3 separate regions of the Hordeum vulgare genome follow, and all the other regions are linked to region 1. The links are chromatin contacts, called in public Hi-C maps. All regions are on one chromosome and are shown on one strand. Each heading gives the region's core, a stretch centred on a gene start, on an enhancer-like site or on the middle of the called end of the contact. The rest is flanking DNA. Distances are from core to core; before and after follow the strand shown.

Region 1 (3,366 bases), core at 24-2,523:
ACCTTTGGGTCTCCGTAAGCCGGTCGTAGCGCATTCGGACTCGTCTGGATATGGAGTAGACTGTGGAACATAACTACTAGGTTTTTTTTTGGGATTCACATGCAACTCTGAATCGTACCGTCGAGGTGACTCACATGCATCCACCATACATACCGCCGGCCGTTGGTTGTAGCGCGCGCGAAGACACACGTGGTACATGTACGCATCGTCACCCCCCACTCACTAGCAGCAGCGCACACAGACCCTCACCGTCACATCGTCATGTACTTATATTGCTGTCGTCGTTGGGCAATCAATCCCGGCGGTGCGCGCTTGACGGTGGTAAACCGCCGCAATCGCGCACGCACGGCACGGCCGAAAGACGGGCACGCCGGGCGCGCGAGGAGAGTGCAAAGGGCGGCCGGAATGGTACTGCGGTACCGCCTGCTCCTCGCCATTGGGCAACCCAGTTCGGCTGAGACCGCCACCTCAGTCGGCGTACGCCGGCCCGACTGTAGCGCCCATCATGAACCACCCGGCCGGGGGGTTCTCCCTAGGCGACGGACGAGACACAAAGCAGCGGGGGCGAAAGCCTGCTCCCGCAAGCCGTCGTAGTACGTCCTAGGAGGCTAGGCGCGCACCGGGCGGCCATGGGGGGGCCATGGTGGCAAGTGTCGAGCCCGGGCTCCCTCGACGCGGCCGATTCTCCCGGCATCTCGCGCGGCATCTTGAATCTCTCGGGCCGGCGCTCGTATCGGCGCGCGACAGCTGATCGACCCGTCGGTCGGTCCAGACGCCTCCCCCTGTGCTAGCCAAAGTGGTAGCCCGGGTGGCCCGGCCTGCGGCTCCTGCTGCATTCAGCACGTGACGACATTCCGCTCAGGTGATGAGATGAACCAAACCGAGCCTTTTTCTCTTCTTTCTTTCCCACGGACCTATCTATCTATCTATCTATCCCAAGAATATGATTCCGACGGCTTGCCGGACCTTTTTCTTCTTTCAGCACGTGCGCGGTGTCGACGGCTTGCCGGACCAACAGGAGATCCCCGGCCCACTGCGCCGTCCGCCCATGGCGACTGACTTGTCAAAAGCATGCACGCCACATCCAACACAACGCATCAGATAGATAGATGCTCAGCTCAGCTCGCGCGAGTTGATCAACTGTCGATCTCTCACTCCCCCACTCAGGCCGAACCTTCCTCGGATGGAAGCACGGCTTGGTATGGTGGAGCGAAAACAGTGGCACACACGCACGGACATTCCCACACGCACATGCACTGCTTTGCATCTTCTCAAATGGCACTTCCATCTCCATGTGCAGTGTACGAGAAGCTGCATGCGTAGTACACTGGCGTGGGTCAGCAGGGCGAGGCCATATGAGGTCAGCAGGCTTACGAGATTCATGCGGATAGATCGATATTTTTCTATTACAAATGAATATATGTGACCTACTAGCGTTGTGCCAATAAATTCGATGGGCATGGGACATTTCGATCAACTACTCCACGCACATGGAAATTCGCAGGCTCATTCCCACCGTACGTTTGTCCAGGACTTTGTAGCTAGGGATCGATCCATGTAAATTCGGATTTGCTGAACAAGACGGACGACCAGCTAGCGCCTATTAGGGTCCCCGTCGTGCGTGATGCGCCACCACACACGAGTAATAATTGACTCTTACTCCGTTCATGATGCGATCGTGATCCAGATCACTTCGATGTTTTGTCAACGTTGCATCGGCACCTTTGGTGATGGGGATAAAACGCCGGGTAAAAAGATATGATTCCATCTCCCCAGTTCCTTGTCCACAAGCAAAGGATCCTTCGGTTAACATGGAGTGGAACAGGGGATCTAATGCCCTTGTACAGAAAGAAAGAAAATACTCATTTTGGATGGTTACCGCTTTCATCCGACGCGTCGCGCGCCTCGCTGACCAGGTGCATGTAACATTTTTTTTTGTCAGATTTGCTGTAACCATGTGTGAATTTGCTTCAAACGTTTGTCATTTTGCTATATTTTATTCATTTAAAAAGCTGCATCCACGGTTGGTTGCAACTCGAGTTCGTTGAATTTTTGCTACAACCGGCGTTTTAACTTTTGCTACAACCGTGTTAATTTTTACTACAACCGGCATCATTTTTTGTTGCAACCGTTCACTAAAAAAGTTACATACACGTTCACGTAGATATTTGCTACAACCGATGTTTAACTTTTGCTACTACGCATCATCAGCTTCATTTTTTTTGCTATGATCACGTAGATATTTTTTTGCTATAATTTTTTTTTTACAACCGTTGACGAAAGTTACTGCATCGCGTCGAAATTTGCTGCATCGAGAAAAAATATTGCATGAAGATCTAACGACACGGCCCGTCTACAGCTGACGGATCAGGCGGCCCGGACGCGCGGGCGCAGAGCATCGCCCTTCTCTAATTTGCAAAGGCAGGTGCATGCGGTTGCGTTACACACTACTAGCCCTCAATAATATAGGGGGTGTAAGACTGATGATGCATGTCACTACACAGACATCACCACTGGAACAATTAATGATCCATATGCAGACACTAAAACAATAAAAGTACTCCGCCGTGTTGAGACATACAATTACAAGATGTCAATCCAGATATTTTATGCACCAAAGACTCCAACAGAAATAAGTTAATCCGCCGACCATAACAGATCATATATCTCCATGCTTTGATTCAGGGCTCCTTCCGTTTCCGTTTTCAAGTTTGAGTGAACTCTCGCACAATCATACTTCACATGAAATGTCAAGTTCCAAGCCTGGAGATGTTAAAGGAAGCACTTTTGATTTAATTTCACAAGAAAATCCGATGTGCTGTTTTTTGAAGGGAATCCAATAGGCAGCTTTGTGTTTCAGCCAGCTAGCCCATTGATTGCTGGCTCATTTGTTAAACAGAAAAGTATTGCAGGTTCTACTGGGCTCTCATTATTCGGCTCGGCCTATAACAAAGATAGACCTGGATGAGAAAGATGGGAATAACTAGTTGGCGAACGTTTTTTTGAAAGGGTCCTTACAATCACTCCCACGCGCCGTCACTTGACGCGTTCTTAACCGTTGTTATGTGTCGCATCTTGAGCGTTTCTTTCATGTTTTTTATTATTTTTCGCACGTGTTTTTGTTTTTTAGATGGTTTTTTAGGTTTTTTTGGTGATCCGGTTTTCCATCTGGCTTTTTAGCTTTTGGATGGAAAACAATGTGTACGAAAAACCGCTTGTTTTTCCTAGAAAAGCACTATTTTCTTGCATGAGAGGTACGGATTTGCTTCCACGAGAGGCATGCCCGTGCCTCTTGAAAACGAAAAAAACATGTGTTTTTTTTTCTCGAGAGGCATGGTTTTGCGTACACGAGAGGCACGGATTTGC
Region 2 (3,369 bases), core at 375-2,874, 520 kb before region 1:
AATGTTTATAGCAAAAATATTGATCATGCATTAAAAAAAGGTTAATCATGACTTTAAAAATGTTAATAAAATATTTAAAAGTTGTTAAATGTAAATAAAGGAATTGATAACCAAGTATTTAAGTATATTAAATGTATGTAGAAAACAATTGACCAAGCATTAAAAAAGTTAATCAGACATTTCATATACAAAAATGTAGAACGTGTATTAAAAAATAGTAATTTTGTACATCATGAAATTTGTAATTAGGTATGTTAAATCCAAATTTATAAATGTATATAGGAAAAATGTTGACCATCTGTTAAAAAATGTTAAATGATATTTGAAAGATGTTAAATATTGTCAACCATGTATTAAAAACTGTTTATCTTGTATTCGTAATTTTAATAAAGCGTTTGGAAGAAATTTTAATTGTTGATATTAAAAATATTAATTTGGTATATTGAAAATATTACTGAACAATTTCAAATATATGACAAAATATGCATAGAAAGCTCGTGAAATACGACAGAAAACATGGCAAACAAATGAAAAACGTGAAAGATACAAATATAATTGAAGTGAAAAAAACTGTGAATATAGTGAAAGAAACTAGCAAAAATCGGTGAAATAACGGCTCTTTTACAAGAATCTGATTGTAACTGACGGCCTAGTTTCCTGTTTTTGCTTGCTTTTTTTTTTTTTTACTTCTCCCTTTCTTTTGATGGCGTGATATCGCCCTCGTGCCGATGAATAGGGGAAATCCCTATTTGACGCTCTCTGCATCGTCCTGTCGGGGTTTCGCACAAGCACCCAGCTAGCGTTTGGGAATGAGCCAGCACATTTATATGCCAACACCTCCGGTTTTGGAAACTTTCTAGAGGTTTTCAACCATTTTTTTCGATTTCGGGAACTTTCTAGGAGATTCCCTGAACCTGATTTTTTCTTGTTTTATTTCGTCTTTTTTCTTTTTTTTTGTGTTTCTCTTTTAAAAAGTTCTATATTTTCAAAAAATGTGTCGGAATTTGATTTTTTTTTCCGAAATTTGAATTTTTTTTCCAATTTTTTTTAAAATGTTTTAGAATTTAGAAAAATTCTCTAGAATTTAAAGAATGTTCCATAATTCGAAAAAATGTACCGCAATTGAAAAAATGTTCTGATATTTTTACTAAAATGTTTCAGACTTTTCAAAAAAAATATTCCGATATTTAAATAAATGTTCCAAAATTTTAAAAATGATCCGGAATTTGAAAAAGTGTTCCGGAATTTGAAGAAATGTTTCAGAATGTGAAATTGTTCCGAAATTTTAAAAATGTTCCAAAATTTCAAAAATGTTCAGGAGTTTTTAATAATGTTCCAAAATTTGAACCAATGTTCAAGATTTGAAAAAATGTTCGGCAATCTAAAATATGTTCCGCAATTTTATTAAACTGTTTTGGAATTTTTAAAAATATTCTGATATTTTTACTAAACATTTTGTATTTTATATAATTTCTGATAATTTAAATTATGTTATGGAATTTGAAAGAAATAGAAAATTAATGATTATAAGCTGGGCCGGCCTAGGAGCATTCTGTCCCTATATAACTCGACTTTTTTTGTGGTCTCCAGATTCGCTGCTGGTCGCTAACTTGGGCCGGCCCATGAGGTTATCCTCCTGGCTGTGCGGTCTTTTTGCCGCAGAGAGTGGCAGATAGGACCTCCCACGAATAGGAGCCGCCGCGACCAACAAACGTAGCCACTCCCGATCCTATGCAGCCTCTGGGCCAGCACAGTCTGTTTTGGGAACCTTCTGGCACCCCTTTTTCCTGGATTTTCTTTCTTTTATATTTTTATTTTTTCTTGTCATTTTTCCTTTTTAAGTTTTCTTTCTTTTTCTGTAATTCATGTTAGTTTTTATTTCCTGCAATATTTCCATTTTCCTTTATATTTCATTTTCGAATATTTTGTAAATTTGTGAACATTTTTGAAATCTTAAACATATCACAATTCTGGATATTGTTTTGGACAATCTTGAATATTTTTTGAAATCCTGAATTGTTTTGGAATGGATGAACAGTTTTTTCAAATCATAAGCATTTGTTGAACCTTTGAACCAGTTTTACAACTTAGTTAATATTTTTAAATTTGGAATTTTTCGAGCATTATTTTAATTTTTGAATATTTTAAACTCATGAACAGTTTTTAAATCGGCGACCAATTTTTTACTTTTCAAACCTTATGTTTGTAATGGGAACAATTTTTTAAATTCGCGACTACCTTTCACATGATTTTTTAATCAACCCAGTTATTTTGAATTTTGAGAAGAATTTTTGTATTTGGCAAAAACTATTGAATTTTGTGGACATTTTTCACAACTCATGAAGAAAATCAATTACGTGAACATTTATTCAAATTCACTGATATGTTTTAATGCACATACATTCTTCTTATTTCCGGAACATTTTTTTCAATATCATAGACATGTTTAGAATCTGAGAAAATCTATGGTTTAAATAACATTTTTGAAAATTATATTTTTTTATGATTTCACAAAAAAATCGGGGAAATGATGGCCATCACCCATCGGATCGCACAGTTTTCTCCGCCGCCTCCCACGATCGACACGTGCCCTGTGGGCGCTTTCACATCTCCACTGTTGTAACAACTCCAGCCGTACTTCTCTCTCTTTCTCGCATATCTCATTTTATGCTACAGATTGGGACCAGTGGTGGCAGCCGATCGCCACAACTGCACACACCCGATGCACATGCGCCGCTGCCGATGGCGAGCAGGTCGAAGGTCAGGTCATCGTGGATCCCTCGTCGAGATCCGTCCTCCGCGTCACTCGTGTGAGAGGGGCAACTTTTGCAGCCCAACATCGTCGCCATGGTGCTGCAAGCGTTGCTGTCGTCGCCTCGCTGGAGCTGCAGCTGCAAGTCATCCCTTAAGTCGCAAGTCCTTCTTTCCTCATTTTCAATTCCGACTGCTCCGCTCCCCATCCCCTATGTCCGCTTGTAGCCATGGCCGTCGCTCCATCGGGCATATCCGAGCTCTGCTACGACCTCGTCTCCCGCCTCTATTATTTATAATTTGTCGCAACAAGGGCATTGTTGCACAAGACCATCCGCAACACTGTCTCTGGTATAGAATTTTTTGATTCACACCGCAGATGACATCATTTTTCCGTTGAAAAAATTCTACAACATTAGTCATGTTGCAAAAACATTCCCGCAACATCATCTATATTGCAAAAGATAAAGACGGAAAAGGTCTGCAACACAATCTTTTATTGCAAATGTTTGTGCAACACAACACATAATCTAACGGTCAAGGAGGCGGTGGATCTTTTAATAAGATGCGCCAACCGATCCATAGCATACCTTTTTTTTTCAAAGTTTGCTACTTTAA
Region 3 (3,897 bases), core at 783-3,282, 570 kb after region 1:
ATTAATGGCCGATTCGATGGCGAGAGATTGGGGGAGGGGATTGCGCGTGAGGATATGAAGGAATCAGTTTTTTTATTATTATTAATACGAGATGAAATTTGGAGCTTCAATTTTTCAATCGTATCGACGGGCTTCGAGTAGCCTGGCATGAGCGCACCTTCAGACTACAGATGAGAAGCGTTTTCCTTCATCTCCACTACTTTCACCTTGTCTTTCGTGGCGGTGTCTTCTTCGACGACCCTGTCCTTCATGCCGAAAAGCTTCCCGATCTCCTCCAGCGGCAGGCCACGCGTCTCCGGAATGAAGGTGAAGAAGAAAATCCATCCGAGCGCCGCGATGCCGGCGTACAGGAAGAAGCTGCCGCCGATGGTGATGGCCTTGGACAAGGACAGGAAGGACATGGAGACCGCCGCGCTGGTCACGCGGTTGCATGACGCGCCGAGCGCGAAGCCCAGCGCGCGCACCCGCAGCGGGAAGACCTCCGAGGTGTACACGCTCGTCAGGGGGCCGAGGCCGGTGGAGAAGAAGGACACGTAGGCCAAGACGGACACAATGCACAAGGCGATGGCCCACGGGATCTTGGTGTCCGGGTGCCGATCCACGACGGTGAGGCCTGTCCCGAGGCCGATGAGACAGGCGAGCATGCCGGCTGTGCTGGTGAGCAGCAGCGGCCGCCGGCCGATGCGGTCGAGCTGGAACGTAGCGACCAGGATGAAGAGCGTCTTCATGACCCCCATGGCGCATGTGGCGCCGAGCAGGCGGTTGTCGCCGGTGATGCCGGCGCTCTTGAACACGCGTGGGCTGTAGAGCACCACCGAGTCGGAGCCCGTCGCCTGCTGGAAGAAATGGATGCCGAGCGCCGCGAGAAGTATGCGCCGCATGGCTGGGTTCGGTGAAAAGATAAGCTCCTTCCACACCTGCTTCTCCTCGCCGCCTTTTCTCTTGGGCATGGTGACCACGTCGCCGTCAAGGTCCTTGGGGATGCCGGCGGCAGCCTTGATTTGGTCAAGGCGCTCCACAGCCTCCTCCGGCGTGTCGGAGGTCTTGTCCAGCACGGCCCTGGCGTCCGCTAGGCGGCCTTTCATGACGAGCCAGCGGGGCGACTCCGGCATGCCGAAGACCATGAGCGCGAGCAGTGCAGACGGGACGGCGCCGATGCCGAGCATGACGCGCCAGCTGAGGTGGAGCGGGAGGCGCGCGAACGCGTAGTTGGACACGTAGCCAAGGAGGATGCCCACATTGATGAACACCTCGGTGAAAGACGTGAGGAACCCGCGGGCCGACGCCGGGGACACCTCGGCCGTGTACACGGGCGCCACCATGATGGCGTAGCCCACGCCGATGCCGGTGACGAAGCGGCCGACCATGAGCATGGCGTAGTTGACCGCGAAGCCCATGAGCAAGGAGCCGGTGAAGAAGATGGCGGCCGCGAACACGACGGTGACGCGGCGGCCGACCCAGTCGGACGTCCTCGCGCCGAGGAAGGACCCTATGAGCGCGTACACGCTCAGGATGCCCATCATGATCTCCAGCTGCACGTCCGTGATCTGCAGGTCCCTCTTGATGTACAGCGACGCCCCGCTCATCACCCCGACGTCTGGGCGGTCGGAAGAGAATTATGCATAGCCATGGAAGAAGAAGATGCGTACTCGATCTATCTGACATACGGGAAGGAAACATAGGAGTATGTGTGTACCGTAGCCGAGGACGATGGTGGCCATGGAAGCGCAGAGGGCGCAGGTGAAGGCGTACTTAAAATTGCTTTTTTTCCTTGGCTGGACGGCCTGGGGAAGCGCAGCTGAAGCCATCCTCGATCCTTCTTCCTTGTCCTCTGCTCCTTCTCTTTTTCATCCGCTTATTAGGACGAACTGATCGAACGATGAACACCCTGACAGCCTAGTGATGAGTGAACTGCCGTGTTGTGTCGCGCAGTATTATATGGACCGCTTATATAGACACCGATTATTATGCTCTTATAGTATGGGTGCACCCGCCATGGGTGATGGGTCAAACAAGCCGCTTGCCCAGTTAAGTTACGGAGCCGGATCCTCTGAGATGTGTTTGGTTTTAGGATGAGGTGGAATCGAACAGATTGGTTCCATCCCTAACAACCTGTTTAGTTGGGTTAGGAATCGGAATTGGATCATCCGCATGCAGGGAATATTCCCTTCAGATGATTTTGAGGAATCGACTCGTTATTCGTCTGAGAAAGCAAAGAAAAAAAGAAAATAACCAAGCAATTCTCACCGCGCTCACCCCCGCACCCGAACAAAAGTTTTCGTGGTTATTTTTTCTCGTTTTCATGATTATTTTTTTCGTGGTTATTTTTCATTTTCGTGATTATTTTTCGTAAATATTTGGTATGTACTGAGGATCATGTATTTTTATTTGCATGTGTTGAAAATAGAAAGAAAATGTTGTTAAAAATTTAAATTATAGGCTTGTCAAATGCAAATAACTCTATTTGTTTAGATATGTAATCTCATCATTCATATCGAAGAGGTGAGTAGCCTCAGATTCTTCTCATTTCATCTCTCCAACTAAACACCGGGACGGAACCAACCCATGACATTTTTTATCATCAACTGAACACAAGGATGAAACCAACCCATGACTTTGGGATGGAACCATGACATTTCATGACTTTCGGTCCTCAAACCAAACACACCCTAACATGCACAAGTGAAGTCACAAAGCTACAGTAAAGTATGTGTATAAAACGAAGAAGGGATGTTAGGGGCTAGTACTGGGTAGATCGGTACTGTTCATGAATTTCTGTAGATAATTATCATGCGGTGCATCTTCACCCGGGATCGCGTGGAGACGTGCAGTCATCTCCGACCTCGCCGCAGCATGCTTGGATACGTCTCGCTGCGCTCTTGTCCGCTGTGGTATGGCCAAGCAGCCCGGATGTCCACCCAACCTGTCACCACGTTGAAACTTGGATTGCTAATAATGGTGTATCTGCTTGTCGCTGTTTCCTTGATTGTCTGGATCATTTTGATGTTTACTGCCGCACGCGCGCTCAAACCTTACGTTTCTGGTCTGGTCGGTTACGCAGGCTAACTTGCTGGCTGCTGACTTTGGATTCTGGCTGCGGATAAGATTGTCTTACTACAACAGCTAGGAGCCCGCTCACTTGAAATGGTTCGCTGACGGGCAGAAAACGACGGAAAATCCTATCAGCTGCATTCCGGGGCAGTTGTCGAGGCTTCGCACAGGAGCTATTAGCCAACCATAGGGTTTGGACCGACCCGTTAACACTTTCATTGATTCCGTTTTTGGGAACTTTTAGAGTTTCCTAGACTGTTTTCTTGGTTTTGGAAAACTTCTTCCCTAAACAGGTTTTTATTTTTTTGTCTTATTTTTTTTATTCTTTTATGTTTCATTTTTTCTGTTTCTCTTTCAAAACGTTCTAGATCTTTATAAAATGTTTCAGTTCTGAAATTCTAAAAAATGTTTCAGAATTTGAAAAAATGTTATCGAATTTGTAAAGATGTTAAATAATTTGCAAAAGTATTCTGGGATTTTATAAAAATGTAAAAAAATTTGAAACAATGTTCCGGGATTTGAGAATATGTTCCGGAATTTGTAAAAATGTTCTGAACTTTGAAAAAATATTCCAAAACTTGAAAAAATATAATAAAATCCAAAAACTAAAAAGAAATAGAAAAACCGGTTCGGGGAACCTTTTATAACATCCCCAAAACCTGAAAAACCAGATAGAAAAATCTAGAAAGTTCCCCAAATTGCAAACGCTGGAACATGTTAACGGGCCGGCCGAGATCACCGTTGGACGCGGCAACATGATACAGCTTAATGGGTCGGCCCGGGTTCGTTCGTCCCATGCGGCTCGCTGTTGTTGGACGCAGCGAGCGTCACATAGAAGGTCCCGAA

Evidence for each region. Hi-C and Micro-C count contacts between places; a contact is called where the count stands out from the background.
Region 2: a contact with region 1 is called in a Hi-C map of leaf, with 10 times the contacts expected there. The contact joins two enhancer-like sites. A contact is called at or near these places in 2 of 6 Hi-C or Micro-C datasets (leaf and seedling).
Region 3: a contact with region 1 is called in a Hi-C map of leaf, with 2.6 times the contacts expected there. The contact joins the promoter of LOC123425556 here to the enhancer-like site in region 1. A contact is called at or near these places in 2 of 6 Hi-C or Micro-C datasets (leaf and seedling).

Annotation. Positions count from the first base shown.
Region 1 is chr2H:138,605,543-138,608,908 of MorexV3_pseudomolecules_assembly, reverse strand. No RefSeq gene overlaps it. Among protein-coding and RNA genes, the nearest start is that of LOC123425561, 37 kb to the left of the region's middle. Within about 2 kb of position 1,273, at least 2 of the 3 cell types and tissues checked have open chromatin away from gene starts, as enhancers often do. A contact at or near this core is called in leaf, where this site is marked.
Region 2 is chr2H:139,121,491-139,124,859 of MorexV3_pseudomolecules_assembly, reverse strand. No RefSeq gene overlaps it. Among protein-coding and RNA genes, the nearest start is that of LOC123429799, 56 kb to the left of the region's middle. Within about 2 kb of position 1,624, at least 3 of the 3 cell types and tissues checked have open chromatin away from gene starts, as enhancers often do. A contact at or near this core is called in leaf, where this site is marked.
Region 3 is chr2H:138,035,466-138,039,362 of MorexV3_pseudomolecules_assembly, reverse strand. It overlaps LOC123425556 (putative polyol transporter 1), which reads right to left and starts at 2,032. Exons shown (of 2, transcript XM_045109248.1): 1 at 1,697-2,032; 2 at 56-1,597. The coding sequence starts at 1,808. The coding sequence ends at 165.